Regions from separate parts of the Rattus norvegicus genome. Here all the other regions are linked to region 3. Evidence: chromatin contacts called from public Hi-C data. All regions are on one chromosome and are shown on one strand. The core of a region is the stretch at or near the end of the contact, and the rest is flanking DNA. Distances in the headings are between cores, read along the strand shown.

Region 1 (4,256 bases), core at 1,204-3,703, 190 kb after region 3:
ATGCCTGCCTGATCTACAGAGCGAGTTCCAGGGCTGCCAGGGCTACAGAGAGAAACCCTGACTCTAAATACCAAAAAAAAAAAAAAGGATTTCAGTTGACTTCTAAGTTTCAAGAGTTATATCACTTTTTTAAAAAACATTTAATAAGATAGCTGGGATATGTACAAAATTCTCAAAGATAATTTTCTATTAAATAAAAAATAAGACAGTAGGGAAAAGTAGATTTGTATTATTTCCCAAGGAATGATTCCTACTCATGTTCAGCCCTGTTTTTGTGAGGAACTGAGGGGGCATGTTATAGTCAGATCCCTGGGGACATGTGTAACCAAAGAAGCGCCCCGAGCTCTTGGCTCCTCACTCCAGTTGTCCCTTGCCCCATCATTTGACTCTGTGCAAATAATTTTACTTCCCTGGTGTATGTATTTCCTCATGAAGACGACCCAGCCTTTTTCATATATTCTTAAGATTAAAAAACAAAGAGGTCTCGTCTACTAAAAGTACATGCAAACATACTATGATAAATGTTAAGTAGAACTGTTCCTTTGAAGGTCATTCAAGGCTGGGCAGTGGAGGCTTACTCCTTTAATCCCAGCATTGAGGAAGCAGACAGATAGATCTCTGTGAGTTCCGGGTCAGTGTGGTCTGGTCAGAGGCAGAGGCTGGTATATCTCTGAGTTTGAGGCCTGGTTGATCTACAGAATGTGTTTTAGGACAGCCAGAGATACACAGAGAAACCTTGTCTCAGGGAAAAAAAAAAAAAAACTCATTCAATAAGTACTATTCCCCTATAGGTGCTTAGAAAAAACATGTTCAGGCAAATAAAATAACTTATTGTAAACTTTGATATCTGGTCCCAGAAACCAGCAATCTATAAAACTTGTTACCAAATTCATATCTATCCATTTATGTGTTATGTAACATTCATAATAAACATGACTTATATTTACCCGACACAACTATAACCATAGTATATCTCCTGATTTTTGTAAGAGGTGTGCGTGTGTAAGTAAATGGTATACAGCAACAGAGAAGAGACTTTAAAAGATGTGGATTTTTATACTAAGATCAAAAGTCTACACTAGAAATTATGACTAAATTTGGTGTGTGCCTCCAACCTAACACACCTGGATCAACATAAACGACAAACCATTATCAAACATGCCTTTATTAGAATTTAAATGCCACATTAAAGAAGTCCAGTATTTCCCATTTCCTCCCCCCACCCACCTCTACTGCTATATGCCCTCAGAATAGGTTAGTAAATCGCTTTTGAAAAAAAAAACAAAACAAAACATATGGAACTAGGCGGTGGTAGTACACGCCTTTAATCCAAGCACTCAGAAGCAAATGGATCTCTATGAGTTCTGGGCCAGCCTGGTCTACAGAGTGAGTTCCAGGACAACCCGGGCTACAGAGAAACCCTGTCTCAAAAACAAAAACAAACAAACAAAAACAGGAAAAAAAAAAAAAGGTTGGGGGGGGGGGGGTAACTGAGACAAACTTGAGTCCTAACCGCTGACTAACAGCACAGACTATGAAGTCTTTTCCCTTAGCCAAGTGAGTCAACTAATAATGAAATAGACAAATGCCTTCAGTTCCCTGGAAACTCTTGGATCCAAGCCCAGTGAACTTCACCTCCAAGTCCCTAAACTTTTGCCTCACATAAATACATACGTATTAGCATGATCATTACCACCGGATTTCAGATTTCACAGTGTGCTGATGAAGACCAGCCAGTCTCAGACCAAACTTTTAGAAATCTTCAAAAGCATATGTGCGCTCTCAGCCCTCCAGCCTCATCGTTCATCTGAGGGGAGACCCTGAAATCTGGACCTCTCTAACTATCTGTATCAAGGGAAGCGGGTCCTATGTTAGCCACATCCCCCATTGGGATCCACTGTCCTTGTCGGAACTACCAATTCTTACCCTCGTGGATTCAAAACACCCCAACTCGCTTTCCCCTGACAGAACCAGCGACCACTTATTCCCACTGGGGACCCCCAGAAATGGCACAACTATGCCCGGGCCCTAGCCTGAGACCCTCGTGTTTCCTCTTCCCCATCTAGGTGAGGCCCCACTCAAAACAGCGGGGACACGCGCCGGGGACTCCATCACTACTCCAGCCTCCTCTCCCTGGTCTCGCACCAGACCCTCTGCGCATCCCCGACCCGCCGCGACACAGCCCACGCCCCTCCGAAGCTCCGAGCAGCCGGCGCCGAGCACCGAGTGGCAACCCGTAGCCGGGTCCACGCGCTTGGCTTGGGAGCGCGCGCGTGAAGGGGGCTCCTACCTCCCTCGACACTCCCGCGGCTGGACTAGGCTCCGGCTTCTTCGCCTCGGCTACTTGCCGGCGTCCCGCGCCCGCCTGGAATATATACGGTCATCCGAGGGGCCGGGGCGGCGGGGCGGGCCGCGAGCAGCAGCCGAGGGGAGCGCGGGCCCCGGCCACCCCGCCCCTTTCGCCGCGGTGAGTGGCTGCGGCCCAGGGGCGGAGCGGAAGCCTGCCGGCTGGACACGTCAGCGACCGAGAGCGGCCAAAGGGGCGGGCGCCGGCGACCGGAAGGCGGAGCCTCTTTACGTCGCTCAGACTCTTGACCAATAGGATGTTTAGGTGTCCTGTCAGTCTGCGGCACCGCCCTCTCACGCACTTGCGGGGCCGGAGCTGGCTACGCTCGCAGCCTGCGGGCGGTGAGGCCCGGCGCCACCTTAAGTACCTACTGTAGGGCGGGTCCTTAAGGTCACCCGGGGCGGATCAGCGCGCCCCGAACGGATCTCCGAGCAGGCAGTGATTCTTCAGGTGACGGATTTCCGAACGCCTACGGGTGTTGGGAAAGACCCGCGGGTTTCTGGGCAGAGATCCCTCCGGGGCAGGCCTGTGACCTTAAGCTAGCTGATTTTTGTCTCTTATTTTCCAGATAACTGCTTGCCAGTGACCCAGGCTTCCTCCGTCATTGTCTTCTGAGTCTCTTGGGTATCAAGACAGCCAGATTACCTTTTGCACAGCACACAAGTGAAAGAAGAAATGCAAGCAAAAGGGATTAGATAACCCGAGGTCGTGCTAAGTGTGCCAGTCAGTGAGAACCAGTCCAGGGAGCGGGACTTAGCTGGGAGGGCAGAACTCAACTGTCCTGTTACACCAGAGGTAGCCGGTGTGCACGTGCAGGCTATAGTGTCATGAAGTTGCATTTATATTTAGAGTTATGTTGGGTTTTGCAGGTTCTGAAAGAGTCCAATTTGTTGAGATGTCAAAAGCAACTAAATTTAACATATCCTGGATCCTAGAGAAAGTCTGATGGTTTCCATCTGGTGGATAGACTTCCTCATTTACATTTTCAACGTTTTCTTACTCATTCTTGAGAATTCATTTTTCATTCAGACTTTACTATCAACTTATGTCGGTTAGGAATTTTATCACTTAACAAGGAGTATCATTCATAAATAAATAGATAGTTTTCCATTTGATAAAGAACCTTTGTGGCTTTGAAAGGTTAGGTAGATGGAAAAAGAGCTTGGGGGAACAGGATCAAGGAAGGGTGTGATATATTATTAGCAGTATTTGCTTGGCCTTAGTCTTGAATGCCCTCTGAAATCCTATCAGAATGCCACGTCGACTGAGAAGCTGTAAATGCCACTCACAGTGCTGTTGATAGTGGCAGGTGTACCTTCCTGGAGCAAGTATAACAACACGGGTGTGTTCTCTGGTTTTCATACTTCCAGTTTTGAAAGTGTGAAGTCTTAAGTGAAGAACAGAGCCTGTACACAATGGAGATTGCCCAGAGTCCCTTGATTTTTACCTATGCAAGTCCCTGGGGCTGAAGTATTCTCTTAAGAAACTGGCAGCCACAGCTTTCAATAAAGAGCATATTGTTCAAAACGTATTTATTGAGTCATTCTACGCTAGACCGTATGATAGACTCTACAGGGGAATCGGGTCTATCTCTTCAAGCGACTTCTAGGACAATGAGAGAGGCAGAGGACATGGATGCTCCTTTTTCCAAAGGGAGGGCCAGGAGTGCAGCAGCAATGGCTCAGATGAGGGCCCTAGAGCTCAGAGAGAACAAAGGGATGACATTTTCCCCCAAAGTCAGCCCTTAGTTTTGGAAGGCTGCCCGTTAATATTCAGCCTTCGTGACTGAGGCTTTGGTTTTCCTTCCCATTGGCAACCTCGCACCTTTGCTAACTGCAGTTACCTCACTGATACTAATATATATATATATATATATATATATATATATATATATATATATTGAAGTGTC
Region 2 (4,021 bases), core at 1,076-3,575, 150 kb after region 3:
CTAATTGTGCTCAGTGGGAGATACACACACACACACACACACACACATATATGTGTGTGTGTGTGTGTATATATATATATATATATATATATATATATATATATATATATATATATATATATGTGTATGTATGTATGTAAAAGTCATAAAGTTGGGAATGGAACGTATTGAGGGAGGCCCACAGAGAGTCAGAGGGAGAAAATATCAGTGGCATGGTGCTTCCCAGTTCAGGGTGGGTCTTTTATGGTTAAACTTCTCTGGAAATGCCCTCCCTTGGTCAAGGTGTGTCTCCTAGGTAACATTAAAATCCAGTCACGTTGACAATGAAGATGACCCATCACAAAATCTCTTTACATATTAAGTCTTTGAAGCCCACGAGCTGCCACAGAGAGACACCCCTGCTGACCAGACAACAATTCTCTGGGAAGGGTTAGGGCCAGGATGCCACCTATCCTAGCTTGTGCAGATGAGGCTCAGGGCTGCAAAGAGGAGAATGGTTGAGAAAATGTGTAACACACACAAAAATTAAACTCTCCTCTTTAACCCAAGCTGTCAATGCCACCAATTCTGCCCGCTCTGCCACAGGAGAACCAGGGCTCCTTCTAAGAAGGATGTCAGCCAATCGTGTCAGAACTCAGGAGAATCAAGCAGAGAGCTGAGCAGAAGAGAACACTAATCGGAAACACAGGGTTTGGTAGGGACAGGGTTTGGTAGGGAGGGTACATTGTTGCCCAAGGATATTGCCAGCCAGAATCCTCAAAATCCCACAGTGAAGTTCACCAGGACACACGCCCCACTGCTCATACCCTCCCTTATCCTCTTTGGAGCTATGTCACAAGTATAAATAATTATAGAAGTTATATATATTTATATAATTATAAATAATTATAGAAATTATATATATATATATAACCAATACAAACAAATAGAAAAACAGAGATTTGGAGAAAAGTAATAATGAGCGCAATAGAAGTGTAGAATAGCTCAAAATTCCACTGTAAAGTTTGCTATTGAATAAAGCTGGGGCTGTCACTACATACATGATTCAAAATGATCTTGTATATAAGACTCATAATTAAGGAATGCTACTAGAAATTAAATCAATATTATTAGCAAGATTAAAAGCTCTCAAGGGGAGTGAAAGGGGCTTGGGACTAAAAATGAAATTCTTCAAAAGGAAGAAATAAATAAGAAAATGTTGAGAATGAGAGGGCAAGTTCTGCTGACTCAGCATCCCGCAGGCACTCCACAGAAAGAAAGGGGGACGGGCTGGAGAGATGGCTCAGTGGTTAAGAGCACTGACTGCTCTTCCAGAGGTCCTGAGTTCAATTCCCAGCAACCACATGGTGGCTCACAACCATCTGTAATGGGATCTGATGCCCTCTTCTGGTGTGTCTGAAAACAGCTACAACGTACTCATAGACATGAAAAAAAAAGAATGGAAGGAAAGAAGGAAGGAAGGAAGGAAGGGAGGGAGGGAGGGAGGGAGGGAGGGAGGGAGGAAGGAAGGTTAAATTAGCATAATCATAGTAAAGACCTGATTGTGGGACACCGCTATGTAATCATAATCATTTAAGTGTTATTATTGTCTTAATAGAATTTCATGCTGTACCCACTTTAAGGAGATTCTAAGATAATAGAGGGGGCGTGATAAATAAGTAAAGGTGTAAGAAAAAGCTAATTCCTCGTTTTTAAAAGGGGATTTTTAAAAGATCTAGCATCCAGTACATCCTTAAGGGGGTCGCTTCTTTTTGAACCTCAGTTACTTCTATGCAAAATGAAGCACTGGGACCAAGTAATCTAGTCCTCTCCAAGTGGGAGAACAACAGAAAGACACACCCGTGGGGTTGGGGGGCAAGGGGTAGGGGTAGGAAGTGAGCTCTGTGAGGATTTATGGTGACATCCATCGCTACAAAGCCAGAGCTCCTGAACCAAGGCTGACACGTTAATTCATCCCAGCGTGCGTTTGTACTGCCCTCTGCTGCTCAGATGTAAACCTTCCACAAAAGCCACGAAGAACCTAGACCAGCCAAGACCCTAGACAAGCCTGCACTCTCGTCAGGGAGACAGCTGACTCACAGGAAATAGTCTATAACTCAGTCAGAAGATGTGAGGAAGCAACCCTGCCAAAAATATTCTGTTTCGGGCTTTGAATATTACCCTCATATTTTATGTTTGCTCATGACAGAGTTTCGTGTCTTTCAGCCTCGCTCCAAACTCACTATGAATTGAGATTCTCCTGCCTCCGTTTCTCAGGAGCTGTAATTATAGGTGTGTACCACCAGACTGGGTCTGATACCCTCATATTATCAGCCTCAAGTTTTCTTTACACTAGTCCTTCTGACAGCTTGGCATATTAAAGCTAGGTTAAGTCATGGGGGTGAAAAGACCAGAGCTACTATATTGTAGAGGATTTCAGAAGGTACACAGATGTGTCCAATCTTTTGGACATTGTGACACAATGTTGTCCCCTACCAAGTTCGTACTTAAGAACTAAACAATAAAGCAACAACCCCTCCCCCAATAGCTTTTGACTAATCAATGCTGATTGTAATAGTACCCTGAGCCTTTAATTGATTCTCCATTTGAATATGCTCATCTTTGAGAATGAAACCTCAAGTGTCTTCTCTTCAAGGGTACTCTGTTTTCCCTGCAACCCGAGACACAAATTGCAGGCTGATTGTTTTTTCTTCCCATCTCCTATATCTAAGTTATCAAGATTTCTATTCCATTTCCTGATTGCTCAATGAATGCAGTTGGGCAGGATCTTGTGCTCTCAGGCCCTCTTCTACTATGCCGTTCTGACACGTGCCAAATTCAGGCAGTCAAATGCTCTACTCTTCAGTATGTCTTTTATGAGCAGACAAACATGTGCTAAGAATGTAGGAACCTTTCCCTTGAAACAATTAGATTTGCCTAAATATAGCCCAGTTCTCTCAAATGTTAATTATTCCCAGAAGTGCTCTGCTGTCACACATACATATGTACATACTCACACACACACACACACGTACATATACACATGTATATACACATACATACACACATGTACACTTACACACATATATCCACACATACACACATGCACACTCACACACATGTACATGCACATGTGCACATATACACATGTACATACACAAGTACACTTATACATATGTCCACACACACACACACACGCACACACACAACCTACCTTCCCAATAACAAGAAAATGTCACCCAGACCCAGGAACAATTGATTGGCTTTTGGCTACATTGCATAACCTTGTCAAGATGCCCATTATTTCACAGTAGCCCAAGTATGGCTGGGCCCACAGCTGGCCACGTCATCATCTGGCCCTCTCTCTTCTTGTGCTGTGATCCTTCCCAACTAAGATACTGAAGGCCAAAGCTTGCCCACTCGCCTCTTCCTTCAACTATTGGTGGTGATGTTCACAAAAAAAAAAAAAAAAAAAAAAAAAATTGATGTCCCTTCTTAGCTTTTCCATTTCCTCTTCAGCACAGAGAGCTTCGACCTTGTTAAAACACAACAGTTTCCATCTGCTCCTCTTTCAAATGCTTTAATTTGTGCTCAACATTTCCAGAATGCTGTCTGGATTGGATCGTGTGGCAAGATTTGAGAGCCAGGAGACTTGGATTTTAATCCCTACTCTTCCATATCCTAGTACTGAAATTTTAAGTTATTTAAACCCCATCTTTGACCAATGAATTCTCATACATTTTGAAACAAAACTGCGTGCGGCATACAATGTCTTTCTTCTTAATTGAGGCATAACTTCAAAGAATAATGACAAATCTTAGCTGTTCGGTTTTTAGGATTTTTTTTTCTTCTTTAAATGACTCCATGAACCACTGCCCAAGTAGAGTGTTTCTAACCCTGGCAATCTTCCCTCACTCAGTTGACATCCCTTCTTTAGGACTTCGGTATTCTATTTTTCTACTGTAAATTTATTTTTGCCAATTCTTGATCACTACATATTTGGAATAATGTCATTGTGACAAAGTGAAAATTTCTCCTCGGT
Region 3 (4,012 bases), core at 334-2,833:
AAAATTGACTGTGTTGATATGAGCTGCAATGAGAAGCCCAGGCAGAGAGAAAATACCCAAACGTTATATGAAGGAGGAATCCCTCCTGATAAGTCACACTGATAAGCAACATCCAGTTGTTCCCCTCTAATACAGTTCAATGACACAGTAAGTGAGGTTTGGGGTACCTGTTGGAGTGTGATTTAACATATCCCGAGAGGGTTTTAGCAACTGTTTATTGTGCCCCCATATTCTTGTGCTGCCAAGGGTTCTCACTGTTGCTACTAGGAGGGCTGTAAATCCTAGTAAGTGAACCAGTGAGGTTTTGATTTGGGGTTTGGGTTGTTTTTGGTGTTTCTTTTGTTATTCAAGAGACTACACAGTAGCACAGCAGAATAACCAACAGTAAGAAAAAAGCCCTCAATGAAAGTAGACAGAGAGCAGAAATAGCAATCAGATGGTGCCAAAGACAGAGAAGCAGAGCCCAGAGGCTTTAGATACACTGGGTCCGAGTGATATCAAAGTGCCCAGCAGATGGGGCCCACTGCTGGCAGCAATGCCATCCCGGGTTACAAATTCTCACGCAGACTGCCAGCAAAGGGAGCCCCAATGTGAGTCTAGAACCCACATAATCTGGTGGCCTGCTAGCAAAGTATCAAACATAGTATGGGCCTAGTCATCCTTACTTCAACTATCAGACCTTTAATATAAGTTGCACACAGCACGGTATATCGAAATCACACAAAATCGGGCCCGACTTTATAGGCACTTTCCTTGTAAGAACCACCAAAAACCAGTTGACCTAAAGGAGAATTCACACTAACAAAAAGCCCAGGGCAGACCCCTTCCTACACTGGTTTAGTTAACGTAGATGTAATTGGATCACTGAAACAGGCTTCGGTGGCATTTAGCAAATCCTGTATTAACTCCTCAAAAATACCAGTGCAACCAGCTGGGGGAATCCTCCATTCTTTGTGAACAAATGACAAGCCTACTAGGCAATAAAGCGGATCAAGGGTTAAGTGGGCAAGCCTGGAGTGACTGAACTGACACCTGGATTAGCACAAGTCATAGCCACAAGACTGATCGTTCTGTATGTTCCTGGGGATAGTATGCGAAATGTACTGCAGTAATGAAATTTCCCAATTGTCCTAAAGTTCATGGGCGCTAACATTTAAACACCCGGAGTGTACGACGCGCCACTGCGCCTAGGGTTAAAAGTGAACTGTGGGCACCTACAATTAATTACTCTCCCGAGACTGACGGTCCCTTGAGAGCATAGGGTCGGCATCACTGCGGGGCTGATCAGTCACTTTCCATTGTCATGTTTAATTCAAAGCGCCTGTCACCGAGCACCCAGTGAGGCAGGCATGACCACACCTCTTGAAAAAGTCAGAGAAGGGAGGGATGGTGTCACTGTGGACCCTACCGAGGTGAGTCACCGACCTACGCTTCTCCAAACCCCGGAACCTAACCTCCAGGGTTCCACGGGAGACCTCACCTGCTCGCCCCGGTAATCAAAACCACCTTCCGCATCATTCACGCCTTGCAGCGGAGTTCCACCCCGTCCACGGTTCTCAGCAGCTCTCAGCCAGAACCACGATCCCTGACCACGCGCACCCCGACCAATCAAGGCTCAACCAGGCCCCACCTCTCCTGCGTCATCCGTTCCCCGCGCTGGGCCCGCCAATCGCAACTCGGCGTCTTCTCTCCACGCCCACACCGGGTGAGGTGAGATAGGCCGAGGGGCGGAGCCACGCGACCCAGGAGCCCTAGCCAATCCAGGAAGTCCCCGCCCCCAGTCTGCTCAAGCCAGCGGGCAGTGGGTGTCACTGTAGGGCGGAGTCTTTGTTCTGAGTGAGGCGAGCCTGGCTCAGCCGGGTTTCCCAGGGAGAGGCTGGGCTGCAGGAATCCAAGTCAAAGGTGGCTCCTTGGGGCGTGTAGATCCACCTTCCTATCCTTTTCTAAAGCTTCGTCTTTGAGAAAGAGAACGTGGATTTCATTGACTTTTATTTATGTCGAATCACTGGTAAATTAGCAATTTCAGTCTCTGAGTGTGGAATGAAAACCAGAGTCTCAAAACTCTAAAGGAATGGGAACTGTCATCTCCTTCAGTGCCTATCAGGCTGCTGTAATGTTTTTTGTTTGGTTGGTTGCTTTTTGTTTTGTTTTTTTGGTTTTTGTTGTTGTTGTTGTTGTTGTTGTTGTTGTTTTTCGTTTTGGTTTGGTTTGGTGGGGGGGGGAACGCCAAACTATCCCAGATGAGGGCTTCGGAGGGGGTGAGGCTAGGTATTGAGAGAGGGAAGGGCAAGTGCATACATAACTCCCAATTTTCATTAAATTCACTTCACATAAAAGTATCCCGCACAGCTGTTAATCGTTATTCCAGCTTTCGCTACTTACAGTTAACCTTGAGTGAACGAACTAATACATAGGGTGACTGAACAAACTTTATGCCTCTTTCAAAGCTGTACTTAACGATGAATAGCTGTGATCCTAAATGACTGATAACACCTTTTCTGGACTTTAATCGATATGTTTCGATTAATGACACCAACGAACTGCTAAAACTTAAGAAAACTGATCATTTCAGCTGTTCGTCAAAGATGGTAACAACACATTTCCTAAAGCCTTGGAGTGAAAAATAAAGATCCTCCACCTTGAGATTCCATGCCCAGATGATCCTTTTAAGCCCTGGAGGTCAGAAGTGGCTGCAAAAGAGCAGCGGAAAAAATGCTCGCTTTTTAAAAGAAACGGGAGAGTGGGGAGTCTAGGGTGGGACAGGTGTATGCACTGCACCCTAGGGCGGCTACCAAAGTGGCCCACCGCCCAACTGTAAACTCAGTGGACGTATTACAAGGTCTATTTTGAGATGTTTTTGAAAGCTGTGTCGTGCAACTGTTTGCATGGATGCCGTGCTTGAAGACCCTCAGGAGGCTGCGTGTGTCGGGGAGGGGTTCAGCCTCTCCACTGTCTCGGATGAGAACCGGTGCAGGGCTGACCGGCTCTGAGTTAGACGAGGCCCGGAAGACTTCAGAGAAAGTCTCTCCTCCTCCACCACTTCTGTCCTAGCCCGGTGAGGAAATCCGGGTGTCTTCCTCGTTTGGTTGTACTCTAAGTTGCTGCTTCCAAAGCTCTGTGACCATCAAGGGATGGACTGGACTGTTAATCTAGAGTGCTTTCTTTTTAAAGTAATTTGTCATAGGAGAGTCACAACCTAGAACAATCGAAATATATTTTAATTCACAATTGAGTGTTGGGTTTTGGTTTTTTTGTTTTTACTTCACTCCAAACTACTCATCTTAGGTTTGTGTTGTTTGAGGGCTTCTGCTGTTGGGTACCAGAACAGTTTGGTACACAGTGAGTCTACCCATCACTGGCAAGCCTTGGTATGAGTTGAGCAGGTGTCAGCAACTCTCTCTCTCTCTCTCTCTCTCTCTCTCTCTATATATATATATATATATATATATATATATATATATATATATATATGTATGTATGTATATGTATGTATGTATAATAAATCCATATAATAAATCTGTCTCTACACTAAATTTGGACACTGATCTCTTCCTTTTATGATACAGTAGGTAAGGATGTGTCCTTTGCTCTGATAATAAAACTCTACTCTTGGTTCTTAGAAATATTCCCAGAATTGACGGCCTCTAATTTGCAAACAGGACTGATGAATAACTGTCAGTTGGGGCTGTGGAGTTTTTCTTGTTCATATTTTTCAACCCTCTTCCCTCAAAAAAAAAAAAACCCACATTCAGTCTGGCTCAAAACTAACTCAGAATTTTACCCAACTTATTGATGGTAAAGGGTCACGTGTTGCCCTGTGTAGGATCCAAGGACTGTGGAAGAGAAGGATTTACAGATGTGAATCCTTCAAATAGGAAATGAATATAAAACTATAAATGGGAAACAGTTTTCTTGTTCTCTACAACTTAACCAATCCCATGCAAACTGCTAATGAAAAACTGAATGGACATAATTTCCATCCTCAGTAATGACCTACATACAAATAACTCAT

Evidence for each region. A called contact is a pair of places that touch in the nucleus more often than the background predicts.
Region 1: a contact with region 3 is called in a Hi-C map of prefrontal cortex, with 3 times the contacts expected there. The contact joins the promoter of Uap1 here to the promoter of Hsd17b7 in region 3. A contact is called at or near these places in 2 of 12 Hi-C or Micro-C datasets (frontal cortex and prefrontal cortex).
Region 2: a contact with region 3 is called in a Hi-C map of the A7r5 cell line, with 4 times the contacts expected there. The contact joins the enhancer-like site here to the promoter of Hsd17b7 in region 3. A contact is called at or near these places in 9 of 12 Hi-C or Micro-C datasets (the A7r5 cell line, the Rat2 cell line, Schwann cells and 5 more) and 1 of 1 datasets of contacts at active chromatin or transcription factors (oligodendrocytes).

The regions. Positions count from the first base shown.
Region 1 is chr13:84,907,786-84,912,041 of GRCr8, forward strand. It overlaps Uap1 (UDP-N-acetylglucosamine pyrophosphorylase 1), which reads right to left and starts at 2,454. Exons shown (of 11, transcript NM_001191930.1): 1 at 2,291-2,454. LOC102549303 (a long non-coding RNA gene) reads left to right here and starts at 2,660. Exons shown (of 2, transcript XR_359101.5): 1 at 2,660-2,797; 2 at 2,916-3,878.
Region 2 is chr13:84,868,771-84,872,791 of GRCr8, forward strand. No RefSeq gene overlaps it. Among named protein-coding and RNA genes, the nearest start is that of Uap1, 39 kb to the right of the region's middle. Within about 2 kb of position 2,326, at least 8 of the 93 cell types and tissues checked have an H3K27ac peak or open chromatin away from gene starts, as enhancers often do.
Region 3 is chr13:84,721,171-84,725,182 of GRCr8, forward strand. It overlaps Hsd17b7 (hydroxysteroid (17-beta) dehydrogenase 7), which reads right to left and starts at 1,584. Exons shown (of 9, transcript NM_017235.3): 1 at 1,481-1,584. The coding sequence starts at 1,515.